2 separate regions of the Bos taurus genome follow, and region 2 is linked to region 1. Evidence: chromatin contacts called from public Hi-C data. All regions are on one chromosome and are shown on one strand. Each heading gives the region's core, a stretch centred on a gene start, on an enhancer-like site or on the middle of the called end of the contact. The rest is flanking DNA. Distances are from core to core; before and after follow the strand shown.

Region 1 (6,782 bases), core at 2,483-4,982:
ACACATACACACACACCCCTCTGGGAAACTTTCTCACATTGGGCACCCATTTTTTTCTGGCACTATCTGGAACTGAAGAGCCAGAGTTAAGGTTAAAAAATGACATTCTCACTGAAACCATTTATGAAAAGCCCATTACCTAGCAATTTTCGTATTTGAATGCAATTATGTTAATGTTATTAGTACATTATGAATGGTACTAATATGATCATTGTTTTGTGTGGTATTACAGGAAATTAATTTAAATGGATTTACATATTTCCAGATAAGGGGCACTGCTCACTTGGGTAAATAAAGAAGCTCTTATTTCTCAGAAGCAAAAACCAACACGAAGAGAAAGCTGGGTTGTGACTTCATTCATCACTCTAACAGACGTGATTGTGGAGTTTCTGTTAATGTCAACATTTTGCGATTTTCAGAAGTGTTTTTCTTGTGTAAAGGAGCGATCTGAATCAGTCTCCCAGCCCCCTGGGAGGTGTCCCTCCGCTCCTTTTCATAGCCGAGGGAGTTGACAATCAAGGGAACTAAGCAGCTCATCCCAGGTTATCCACAGTCTCGGATGGTGCAATGTTCAGACTCCAAATGCCTGGACCTCAACTCCTACACTCCCATCACAGGGGAATGCAGCTTGGTACTCAAATCAGAGATCTAATTACAGAAGCCTGGGCCTCTGAAAGTCCCCCTTCTCAGGATTTTGGTGAGAGGAAACGACTCTCAAAGATGCGTGCTTATGCCTGCCTTTTGACGAGGCAGGCTTCCATACAGAGCGTGCCCTCGGCCAGCATCCTGCCCCTGCAGAGGAGAGTCCCCCAGACTCACTGGGCAGCTGCTCCGTGCCAGCCCCATGCTCCTGGCACTTCATCACTGGGTCCAGCTGCGGACAGGAAACCGGCCACTGCTTGAGCCTTGGGCCCCCGTCGGTGTCAGCTGAGGTCATTTAAGGCCAAGAGAGGTCCCTGGGGGTGACTGGGGGGAAGCTGCCTGGGGCAGGCCTTGAGCTGGCCCTGGACACGAGCTCATCTGGCTGACAGGAGCATCTGAGGTCAGGGAAGCTGCGGGAATTTGCAAGGCGCATTCAAGGTGAACTGGACAATCGGCCGGCAGAGTAGGTTGGTAGGAACTGCCAGTGACCGAAGTGATGGTGGTGCTGGGAGGCGGGCAGTTGACTCCCGGCTCCTGAAAGCATGCAATTGACAAGGGGAGAAGCTACATTTGCGAAAATGAATCTGGCGTCTATGTGAAGAAAGAGTTGGAGCAGCAAGAGCAGGGGGTTAGGAAACCAGTCTCTTTTGCAAGAAATCTAGGCCAGGGGTGACACGACCCTGAGCGTCTCGGAGCGGCGGCCACAGCACCCAGCCCCGGGACAGCAACTCTGCTGAGGAAGAGAGCCAAAGCTACGAGTGTGCCGCTTTATGGTGGCATCTGCTGTGATCAGGGCTTTCCAGTGGCTCGGCAGTAAAGAGCCCACCTGCCGATGCAGGAGATGCAGGTTCGATCACTGAGGCTAGAAGATCCCCCCCTCCCGCCCCCGAGGAGGAACTAGCAACCCCGTTCCAGTAGTCTTGCCTGAAAAATCCCATGGGCAAAGTAGCCTGGAGGGCTACAGTCCATGGGGTGGCAAAGAGTCGGTCAAGACTGAGTGACTGAGGACACGCACGCAGGCTAATTATCGGTGATTTCCTTTTAAACTGAAAGTTCCTAGAGGGCCAGCGCTCAGCCGTATTTGCCTGTGTCTTCAGCACAAACAGCAGGCTCCCAGTAAATGCTTGCTGAATGAATGAATGAGTGAATCGGTGAGTGAATGAACTCATGCAGACACCGAGTGAATGGGTGGACTATATAATGAGGTCTGTAGGAGGTGATTTCCTGGCTAAAGACAGAGACACCAGGCATCCTGGGGCGCTTGTAAGGAAGCTGCGGGGGGTTGGTCCTGGCCCTGGGGAGGCTGTATCGGCTACTCACAGACCCAGCTGGTCCCCGTCCCTTTCCCTGGATAAGGGAAGCCCCAGGCTGATGGTTCCAGGTGTTGCCCGTGAGCCCTCTCAGGGATGCAAAGGCTTCCCTTCCACCAGGCGGTGGGGGCGGGCACGGACCACAGAAGCTTCTCTCCCCAGTGAAGCCAAGGAGGACAAGAGAGTCTCCAAGCACAGAGTGAAAGGAAAGTGATAACATCACTTCTACCTTATATGATCGTCGTGAGGATTCAGTGAGGTAGTAAATAGATACTTCAGGGTTGACCATGAAGTCTGAGCAGCACACAGTGCTGCGATACAGATATTATCGGTATCATTATTGTTATTAACCTAACCAGTTGCATGAAATTCTAAATATTTCCATTCTAGGTATAGACTAAATGAAGTTAATTCCTTAAATTTTTTAAGCAGTGAAAACTTCCCTGTATGCTCAGTCACCAGTTGTGTTCAACTCTGTGTGAACTTATGGGCTGTAGCCCGCTAGGCTCCTCTGTCTATGGGATTCTCCAGGCAAGGATACTGGAGTGGGTTGCCATGCCCTCCTCCAGGGGATCTTCCCGACCCAGAGATCAAACCTGAGTCTCCTGCATTGCAGGTGGATTCTTTACCACTGAGCCACTGGGGAAGCCCCATGAAAACTTTTCTACTTTCCCATAAAACAACAACTGATTTTCTAAGTAGCTAGTTGATAGGTTGGTGATTGAGGTTAATTCCATCAAGATTTTAGGTTAGTGATTAAAAAAAAAAAAAAAACCTACATTGTTATATTTAGCATTTACCATAATAGAAAGTTTCTTGTTTCTAAGTCAAAGATTAATATCATAATATTTTGACTACTCTACAGTTCACTTCTGCAAATAATAATTTGATCCATAAATTGAAATGGATTTGGTGTGTCTCTATTTAACATTAAAATCATCCTGTCATCACTTTCCAATTATCTTTTCATGAAAAAAAAAAAAAAAGTAATAGGCCCATTCCTATAAAGTCATTTGTATTTAATTGAATTAGCAGTTGTCTTTGATTAAAGCTAGCATAACTTCTTACATATCTCATACTGGTGACTTCTTTTTACCTAGGCTATCAAGATGGCTAGGAATATCCACTATAAGGCTTATGAATGGAAAACGGGAGTAAGTCCAAACTACTCTTTCAGAACAGTAAAAAAAAATACATATAAAATCAGAAACTAGATTTAGATTTCAAAGATTACAAGTAAAATTAATACTGGTAAATAGCTTATAAAGAGGAAAGGCAACACAGGTTAGGAATTTGTGAAACCTGAGGGGCGTGCGTAACATGGGCTCAGTTTAGTGTTTCGCCATCCTGTTCAGCTCGAGGCTGTTGAGCAACTTGTCTGCTGTGAATCTGCGTTTGCTGATCATGGTGGTGGACGCGCTGCCGGAACTCTAGGGCAGTGAGCCGGACGGTTGCCTGGGAGACGTCAGAGTGGCTGGGGGCGAGGTCAGAGGCGTGCCGGGCAGGCCGGGGCCTCTGCCGAACGACCATCTGAGCTGAGAGAGGCTTCTGCGCCCTCTGAACGCTCACGTGCTCCCGTGACCTTCCTTTTCCCTAATGCAGATTAATCATTTGCTCCGTGCAAGCAGTCTGCTGGGGGTTTGCCTTGCCCTGCCTCTCAGTTCTCAGAGCCGTGGCGTGGACTGACGGCTGCTCTGTTCCTGGGCTCGCCCAGGCCCCGTGACTTGCCCGGTCCAGCAGCCAGGCCGCGGCCGGGGTCCACGCTCCGGCTGCAGCCGCCCCCAGGAGCCACGCGGCTGGGGCAATCCCCCGTTCTCCAGGCCGGGACATTTTAACAGCACACCGCTCCTCCCTGCCCTCAGTTACAGTTCGCCCTGCACCCCAGGGCTAACCGGAACAGAAAGCGCCTGGCACAGGGAAGGCCGCGTGCCCAGGGTCAGATCAGAGAACCAGACATTCAGAAAGCCCAAGAGTACTGAAGTCCCAGGGGCACCCGTGGCTGGGCTGGAAGCTTGCAGAGGCAGTGGAGCCCTGCGGATGGGTCCCCGCGAGGGGAATCCTCCGTGAGCCACACTTTCAGAGGCTTTCACCCTCCTGGTGAGGCACGGTTGGCAGAAGTCTTCAGCCTGGAGATCACCATGCTTTATCCCTGTGACCACAGGGATAAAGTGGCCACCACATCCTCCCGCAAGCTGTTGGCTTCACTCTCCGTACCGCCCGGAATGGAGCATTTCTACTTCCTGAACGTCCTGCACACCCACTAGAGGGACCGTCTGGGCCTTCTGTAACTGAAGGGTTTATCTTGGCTCACTTATTTACCAAATAATCGTTGATGCCTACTGTATGCCAACCTATGAGAACAGAAGGTATTCTGCTTTGAAGTCCTGACTTCTGAAAGTATTTTTCAGGCCTTATATATCCAGTGGGGTCATCATATTTCACACCCGTTCTACAATAAGCTGTTTTCAATTAGTGCAAAGCTTAGATCATCGGCGTTTGAACAGTAGCTTGTTCCTTGAAGTATTTAATTCAGATTTTATAAAGGAAATATTACAGAGAACCTGCTTTAAAAGTTCTATTAAAATGTATATTTTTGCATATCAACTCTTCTTATATGTGCAGATCTAAACTATTATGGTTTAAAAATAGTTTATTCTTAGAAAGTACCGTGCAAATCCCATGTCACACTTAAACTATATACCCCATTTGTGAGTAAAGACTTGCTGAGCAAGCAAAGCTCAACGCAGTTCCTAATATATTACTACTGATTCCAAATTAGCGTAGTCTGTCTTTCTCTTCTCACTGCTGACTTTCTGGTACTTCACCAGGGTAAGCAGGTGTTGGAGAGGAAACTAACATTCATATACATTGTTTTGTTTTTTCTTTTAGTTACTCATTCCAGTGTCCTTCTTGTGGCGGTCATTTTGGCTTGTCTCAGATCAGATTTGGAGAAGGGAGTGGCCACCCACTCCAGTATTCCTGCCTGGAGAATCCCATGGACAGAGGAGCCTGGCAGTCTATGGTCCATAAGGTCGCAGAGAGTCGGACATGACTGAAACGACTAAGCACATGCCTGACTCTTTGTGACCCCATAGCTTGTAGCCCACCAGCCTCCTCTGTCCATGGGATTCTCCAAGCAAGAATACTGAAATGGGTTGCCATTCCTTTCTCCAGGGGATCTTCCCAACCCAGGTATCAAACCTGGGGCTCCTGCGTTGGCAGGCAGATTCTTTACCACTGAGCCACCTGGGAAGTACTTGTGTACATTACTGCTCCTCTTAAGTGTTTATAACTAACAGACAAGTTGGTATTTTTGATATGCTACTTTGGAAAGTATTCATTTAAATTAATTTTAAAAGATAAGAAATTTAGTTGATCTATAAGAAAATATAGCATGTTAATTGCAGATGAATAAAATTTAATGGAAAAGCAAAAGTAAATTGCATACTTTGAAAATATGGGAATATTATAGGTGATAATCTTTCATTCAAATATTTGCATTCAAAATTTCAATAATCAGAATCTTTTATCTAACCTGACAAAATTTATGACCTCATATCTTTGTACAGTAGAAATACCTGCTTCATTTATTTCATAAGAAAATATTAGTTCAATTTGCTGTTCATATTTCTTCTATCAGTGAGATCTGTGCTTTTGTTTTAAATTGTTTTACGGTTCTATCAGCTATAACATCAGATTTGCCAAACTTCATTCTAAAATTTTGCCTGCTTTTATGTAACACTCATTTGTGTTTTATTTTTATCCACACTTCCTTAAAAAGCAGGAAATTAGATTTAAATCACTGTTAAATTTCTTTTTCATTACATTTTCAACCTGCCTGGGCTCCCTAGAGCTTTCTTCTCACACTTGTTGAATTTCTCCTTTTCCTTGGAACTTAACGTGTGTTTCCAGCCTGGGCAGAAACACCAAAAGGATGTGATTCTCAATTTTTTCCTAGTTGGTATTTTAAAATGTTCAAGCTACCTTCAACTTGGTCTCATCTGTCAAATGAACTAAAATATTTACTACTCTTTGCTAGATCCTAGCCACAGTCAGTTGGAAATTCCAGTTTTTAAAAGATCACATTCAGAATTATAAGAAATTACGGACAAAACCATGCAACTCCTTGAAGCAAATTTAATAAGAAATCTGCAGGATGTCTGTGAAAGAAACCATTCAGGAGTGTCAAAGACAGGAGGCAATAGAGAGACATCTCTTCCTGGTTGGAGGGACTCGTTTAATGATGGTCAGTGTTCTGCTCGTCTGGTGTCTGGGCTCACATTTCCTCTGGATCTAGCATTGCCAGGACAAACACTCCAGGTCAGGTGGGACCACCACAAGGCCCTTCCCACCTGCTAAGAACTGAGCCTGGAAGCCAAGTCAGGCTGGCTGGGCTCTGCTGGGAATTTGAGCTTGACTAAAAGTTGGAAGAACTGAAAATGCGTGGCAATGCTTCTTCCTGGAGGGGTGTCCTTAGCTCACACCACCTCTGGGGACAGTTTCCCTGATTCCTGCCTGCTTTCTGAGGTCTGGGTCTTCACGCTGGTTGCTGGCTTCTTCCAATCTATAAACTACTCATACCTTTCCAGTAAGATGCGTAAGTCATCTAAAATTAGCTTGCGCTCCCTGTGAGCCAAGAGCTCAGCCTGTGTTTTGAAGTTTCCTTCTTGTAGGTCGTGGATACACCATTGAAATCCGTCTGCTTATTTTAAACTGCACTACTTCATTCAGTTCTTTTGTTTATTCAGTTGATTCTTTAAGGTTTTCCAGGTATAAAATATGTATCCTCCCCAAAGTGGCCGTTTTGTCTTCTCCTTTCTGATTTTTCAC
Region 2 (6,782 bases), core at 2,912-5,411, 130 kb after region 1:
TGTGTGTGTGTGTGGGGTGGTGCGGTAAGGCTAGATCCCCACGGCTTCCACCAAGAGGGGCTCCATTAGGGACCCCGGTGGCAGACTGAAAGTCAGAACTGGCAGCTTCAAGCCCAAGGGAGAAGCCTTGGAGGGGAAGGAAGACAGGAGACGGCGGGGGTCAGAGAGTGGGCCTGGACTCCCCAGGAGCTAGGGCAGCACCCCCAAAATGAGAAGGTGTCCCGGGGACTGCCCCTCTGGGAGAGATTAACAAGCACGTTCTGGAAGTCTCAGAAATGGTTGACCCAGGTCTTCGTTGAAATGTAAATGAGGTCAGGCTCTGAACTCCTGGTGGACTTTCCTGAGAGTCTCTCCCAACCTTGTAATTTTCCCGTTTGTAAGTTTTACGATGACCTTTCTGTAATGAAGACTCCTTCGTGCTTTTCCTAATTGGTGTTTGTTTTGGAGGCCGCGAGCCCAAGGGGAGGTTGAGAGCTGTGCTGTGCTCTGTGGGCCCCCGGGAGGACGGCTGGAGCTGGTGGAGGAGCAGGGAGGAGCTGGACAGGAGAAGTGAGAGGCCTCCATTCCAGGGGAGGAGACAGGGGGACAGGTGGGGCTGAGGGGCCGGCTGGGGACACAGGGGATGGGGTGGTGGGGTGGGGGCTGGTGCTCTTCGGCCACTTCTAGGACTCACCTCTCAGACCCAGGACGCATCTGTATCATGGCGGATTTCACGTCGGTATCAGGCAGGAGCCAGAGCATGCACTTACCTCTTTATTACAAGTGCAGTTGACAGTAAATTAGGAGGGAAAGACACAAGCTTTGCAAATCTCCTTTGAAAGGATTTGGGGATCAGAGACACGGGACAGCTGAAATCACCTGAGGCTTAGCGTCACAAAGCGGGAAGTTCTGTTCTGTTCGCAGAGGTGGGGACGGGGGGCACTGTTCCACAGGAACTGCTGGACCCTGGACGCTTCTGGCTGCTATGCAGATGAGGCCCAGGCAAAACCAACAATGAGGTTTAATTAGCATGAAGATCTTCCTTTGGATGCTTAGGAGGGAGAACATATAGTGAATGACAGCATTTTTCTTTTTTAGTCTTATGAGGTTGATCACCAATTTAATAACTAGATTCCAATAAGAAATGACAGGTCTGAGGACCCTTTTATTTTTTTCTTTTCAGAAATGCTTTCTAATATGTTGCTATTGTTAACTGGGACCTTTTCCTCAACAGTGTAGATCTCACCAACATTTTCAGTAACAGTACAGAATCTTGAAGCCCTCTGAGCCACTTCCAACCAACTTGAACTTGAAGGTCTATGGGAAGACCACAGCCACTGGGGCACTCTGGGGTTGAGAGTCGGATGGGCTGAAGACTGAGCTAGCAGGCAAGGACTGGTAGTTTTGTGTTTAGAACTTGAAAAATAAAACTGCTGTTCAGCTCATTTCCTGGCAGATTTGCCTTTTGGAAGTTGTTTCCTCGGTTTCTTTTCTTTCTCATGCCAGTGCCCTTTCCTGCCTTTATAGAATGATGTCGTTAATGAATGCTGTGCAAAGTTGAGACTCCTGAAGACGGTTCAAATGAAGGATCAATGACAGTGACAAATCTTCCATTAAGGATTTTTTTTTTTAAAAAAAGCTATATTTGTTGGAAACCCAGCAGAGTTTCCCATCTAGAAAATGCAATGATAGACACCGAGAACAAAGTTATGGGATGCACAGATTAGGGTGCCAACATGCATAACTTAAGTCACGAATAGAAGATTCTATGACATCCTACCAACAAGTTTCACAATTAAAGTAACTCATGGCACCTCTGAGACCGTGTGGACAGGTGGCTGGGGTGACAGGAAGTGACCCTCTGCCCAAGATGACAGAGAAAACAAGAGAAGGCACAGGCAGAAAGGCAAGACATTGAACTCGAGACTGAATGGGGCACGGGCCCCACCGGAGAGAGGGCTGAGAGCCCTGAACCCAGATCTGTGTCATCTGCAGGACAGCTCAGTGATGTGGTCGAGATTTTGCCTTGGGAAAGTCTGGTCTGAAAATAGGAGACTTAAGTTTTTTGCTGTGGTCTATAGCTTGACCCTCGCTTAGTGCATAATTGTTGCATACTAGTTACAATAAGCCAGTTTTATAAAACTAGATATCCAGAGGAAAATTCTTATCAAGCCCTTATAACGTCAGGGATCCAGTTATAGTTCAGACTGACTCACACCCCCTAGGAATCTATTGATAATAACTCTGGCCCTCCTGGTAATAAGAAAACATGATGATGCAAATGTAAATTTTGTTCGGCATTAGTATCACAAGGGGCATGAGATTCACTGTGAAGCCAGACTCACAATTATAACATTGTCTATCTGAAAGATTCTTTTTTCAGCCACCTTCATTCATGTGTCCTGGCCTTCACTCTGAAATGATGCGCTGGAAACCATTTGGCTACATTAGGCTACCCTGAAAACCTCTTAAGAGAAAGTGTTCGCTCCACTGGTAAACTGCTTCGAGGCTATACACACAGCCTGGGGCTGAGTGAAGGTGACTGATCCATGGGATTCTCCAGGCAAGAATACTGGAGCTGGTTGCCATGCCCTTCTCCAGGGGATCTTCCCGACCCAGGGATCGAATCCAAGCCTCCTGCATTGCAGGCAGCTTCTTTACTCTCTGAGCCGCCAGGGAAGTCCTACAGATCCCAGGGCAGTGGACATCCTGGTCTCAGAGATCTAGTCTGGCTGATGCTGAGGCTCCTGGAGGTTCACTTGCAGAGGTCAAGTGCACCTCCGGGAACCCAGTGCTGCCACGGTCTTCCAGTTGCTTCAAGTGTGATCGAATAGACTGGCTTGCAGTGGCCACCTGTGAGTGTTTGCCTCCTCCCACCCTACTTGGCGATTTTAAGTTCCTCAAAACATGAACTATTTTTTTTTTTGCCCTTGATGTCTGATTTAAATAACGAGGGTGGTATTCATTGCTTTGCTTAGCGATGTCTGCTGGGACATAAGGAAGCATGGTTTTGCTTAGCGGGAGGGTGGGGCAGACGCCCCTACTCCTTCACTCAGCTGTGCCTGCTGGTTCGAGCCACCCATGCTGGGCACCGGAGAAAGCCCCTGACCTGGCCCCGTGCATCCCAACAGTTGCCCAGACCTCACATTTTAAGCCCTGGGCCAGCCCTCAACTGTCAGTGGAATGGAGGTTGCTGCAGGTACCGTGGGAGCTCCTGCACTTTCCCGCCAAAAGGCAGGATCTTCCCAGGTCCCTCCTCTAACTCCAGCCTGGGGGGGACCCGGAGACAGGGTGGGAGGGGACAGCGCCTCTTCTCCCCCATCTGCCCTACTGCTGCAGGGCTGTTTCTACCAGGTCTGGGAGAGCATGGAGGCCCCGGGCCAGCTCTGGATCTCCCGGCTTGCAGCTGACAACCCAGGCAGCCGGGGATCAAGGCTCCTTTGCGTCAGGTTATTTGTCCTTTTGCTCCCTAGTGTCAGCAGTCCTGGGAACAGGAAACAGTTTTGTGCAATGGGAAGTGACAGGAAACTGGTGACCGACGACTTTTGAGCTTTGCAGATACAGTTTCAACGTGCACGGAGATACTGACACACATTCCGAGACACATGTGCATGGATAAATAAGAGCTAAATCTAGACCTTACTCTGCTCAGGTTTTAAGGTGGTGCTATTTATTGACAGCTTCCTGTGCTCTTGGGACTCTGCTAGGCCCTTCAGTCCTTCACAGAATCCTGACAACTTCCCTGGGTTCCACGGTCCGCTTTTACAGGGGAGAAGAGAGTCCGAGGCAGCTGACGTAGTCGCTGCTAAGTGCCAGGACGTCCTCGGCTCCTGGTCTAGACGCCTGTCCTCAGCTGCCTCCTCTAAGGGCTGGCAAACTTCAGGCTGAATGTTCTGGGGCGTGTTGCACTGCATAGGGGTGAAAGAATTCCTCCAAATCATCCGTGAGAAGAGCGTTCCCGTGGCTCGGCAGGTCACTCCATGGCCGGGCAAGGTATTGTGATTTCGTATGTTCACTGTGAAGAAGGAAGTACTTCTCAGGCCCCCACTGGCATCGTCTTGGGTCTAGAGATGAAAGGCCTCTATACCCCCACCAGGCCCGGAGCTCACAGCCCAGACAGGGAGATGGCCAGCTCCTCCCATTCTGCTTGGTGTCCGCTCTGAAGCTCCAGCTGAGTGGCCAGGCCGTGGTGATTAAGTGAAAGCATGCCTTCCTGGAATCAGGCCCTACACAGGCTGAAATGCAGAGACCTGGTCAGCTGCGGGGGAGGAGAAAGTCAAGTCCGGCCATCGGTCCTGGAGGTCAAGGAGCCTGGTGCAGGAAAGGCCCTGGGGCTTCCACTCACCAGCAGCCAGGCGGCTGGAGAGGAGGCTGGTCCCCAGGGTGGGTGGTGGATCACTGCTGGCCTGTCCACTGATGGGACAGCTTATGAGAGTGCCTCTGAACCCCGTGAACCCGAGTCTTTCTTCCCTTTCCTCATTTCACAATTTAACAGTTTCGTGTTCTCGATTCCCTCCTTATATTCTCTCTGCCTTCCTGACAGCATTACCTGGATGGGGAGATGACGGAAGCCCCGCCCACTGTGTGCCACCAAGCCGGCCGGCAACTTCCTGCTCCCACTTCATTCCAGACGCAGCTAGAAACTGGTTTTAGAACTTCGGGGACAAAACATGTTACTCAGTTCACTACGCTATGTTTTATTTCCACCTAGAAATGATGCCTCCTGCCAGTGGATATGAAGAAAATGTCACTGTAATTAATGCCAGTTAATCAAGTTGGTGGCCCTTGAAGATCTATAAAAGGGAGCTGAGACACAGTTTTACACGTGGATTTGAATAGAGTATTTAGGAAACAGTAAATGCTGTCATCATCAGCCTGACTTTGGACAGTTTAGCCAGGGTATGTGAATGGCCCTATAGGACTGGGGAGAAAGCCAGGCAGCCGTACTTCTTTGGTGGGAAATATAAAGAGTTCACCATAAAGAGGATGAGTCATCATTTTTAATCTCTGGAAACCTGTTTCTGCAAGCATTATTTGGTGAAAAGTAGAAAATAAGACTGAAGACTTTGGTATTTCATTGTAACCCAGTAAATATGATTTCTAGAAATCTTCTAATTTTGGATATGTGCTCAAAGAACTTATGCATATTTTAGACAAAAGAACTATCCATTTTAGGTGCAGTTAGTAGAAACTAGCAAACTCAAGCTTAATGGACATGAAGATGTGAAGCAAACAACCAAATAAGCTGACACAAATAGAGATGATATTGAAAATGTTTTTAACAACTGGTATGGCAGGTGTGCAGATGAGCTCAGAGCCTGCTGGCCAGGTGGGAGCAGGGTGCCAGGTGTCAGGATCGGGGATTCTTGGGGGTTCTGGGAGAAGGGCTCGGTCGTGTGGCTAAGAGCTCAGAGCAGTAACTACGCTCTAATGGGTACTGAATATCGATGTTGCCAATAATTGCTTTTTTTTTTTTAGTGTATTAAAATTTTTTGTGAATAATTGCTTTTAATTTTACATCTAAATAAAGTTAAAGTGCCTCTGATAAAATATCATTGCTATACAAGTCCTTCAATATTAAATCAGGAGGTACCACAGATTCAGGGGACCGTGGATGCTATGGGCCCATTGTCCCAAGCAGTCTGTTTCTTGCAGACTGAGACCATCTCACACTCTAGGAACCGTTGCATCACATTACAAAAGCTCTTCCCACAGTGGCAGACACTGTGGCCCCTCCCTGTACTTCTGTTTCCTCGGTCACCAAGGGCAAGGATTTTCAGATGCTACTGTTTACTTAGGTAATTATTCTGGGGTGTGAGGAGATTAACAGCTGCTTGCCTTCTCTGGAGCTCAAATATGTCTGTGTTTCTTTTTGTTTGTTTATTTTATTCAAACAAATAATTATTGAAAGGATATTACTTGTAAAGCATTTAAAAAGCAGAAAGAGCAACAGGCCTTGAAGTCTACCCTCTAGGAATTTTTATGTTCTCCTAGTGTAAGTTTTCCACTAGGAACGCTAGATGCAAGTTTTTAGTGTTCTGCTTTTATTAAGTTGTAACACGATTTTTAAAAAGGAGAAGATTTGGTTTTAACCCTTTGGAAATTATAAAAATAAGGCTTTCAGTCAAATGCATTGTATTGTTTAAGGGAAACAAAAACCCATACATATAATTTTATTTCAACAAGGAGTACAAAATTGGACAGCTAAGATTTTAAAATACAATTTTTATTGCTGTTGCGAGACTACCCATGTGTACACAGGGTTATCCTAGGCACAGAAATTAAATTACAACAAAATACTTGTGGATGTGGATGAAAACACCTTATACAGAGTCACAGGATTTCAGAACTTCTAAAGACTTCCAAGATCACTCAGTGCAACTCTCAGGGACTGAGCATCTCCTTCAGTGCCACACAGCTCCTTCGGCTACAACTGAGAAAGCCTTTTTATACCCAGCCCAGCATTCCTTTCTCTATGTGACACCAGCAGTATTTCAATTAGACAGAAGAACTTGACGTTTGAAAAAGCTTCAGTATCACTATTGGTTAGAATACTGAAAAAAGACAGGCAGAGTTAGAAGACGACAGCATTTTAGCCATGAATATTGTAAGAGGGGGCAGCAGGGTGCTGGAGGAAGTCACTTGGGACTTGGAAGGTCTGGTTTGAACATTGTCCCCAGAATTGTCCCCTTGTTGTGTGATGAGTCATGTCATTTTGTTAACTCTCTGAGCTGCTGGTTCTTCGCTATGAAGTGGGGGTAAGACTCAGTTCAGAGCTGCTATGGACTTAGCGAGGTAGTAAC

What was found. A called contact is a pair of places that touch in the nucleus more often than the background predicts.
Region 2: a Hi-C map of liver shows a contact between it and region 1, with 2.9 times the contacts expected there. The contact joins two enhancer-like sites. A contact is called at or near these places in 2 of 11 Hi-C or Micro-C datasets (liver and skeletal muscle).

The regions. Positions count from the first base shown.
Region 1 is chr9:98,676,554-98,683,335 of ARS-UCD2.0, forward strand. All of the region lies in intron 4 of PACRG (parkin coregulated), which reads left to right. Among named protein-coding and RNA genes, the nearest start is that of QKI, 140 kb to the right of the region's middle. Within about 2 kb of position 3,733, at least 58 of the 102 cell types and tissues checked have an H3K27ac peak or open chromatin away from gene starts, as enhancers often do. A contact at or near this core is called in liver and skeletal muscle, where this site is marked.
Region 2 is chr9:98,806,365-98,813,146 of ARS-UCD2.0, forward strand. No RefSeq gene overlaps it. Among named protein-coding and RNA genes, the nearest start is that of QKI, 11 kb to the right of the region's middle. Within about 2 kb of position 4,162, at least 14 of the 102 cell types and tissues checked have an H3K27ac peak or open chromatin away from gene starts, as enhancers often do. A contact at or near this core is called in liver and skeletal muscle, where this site is marked.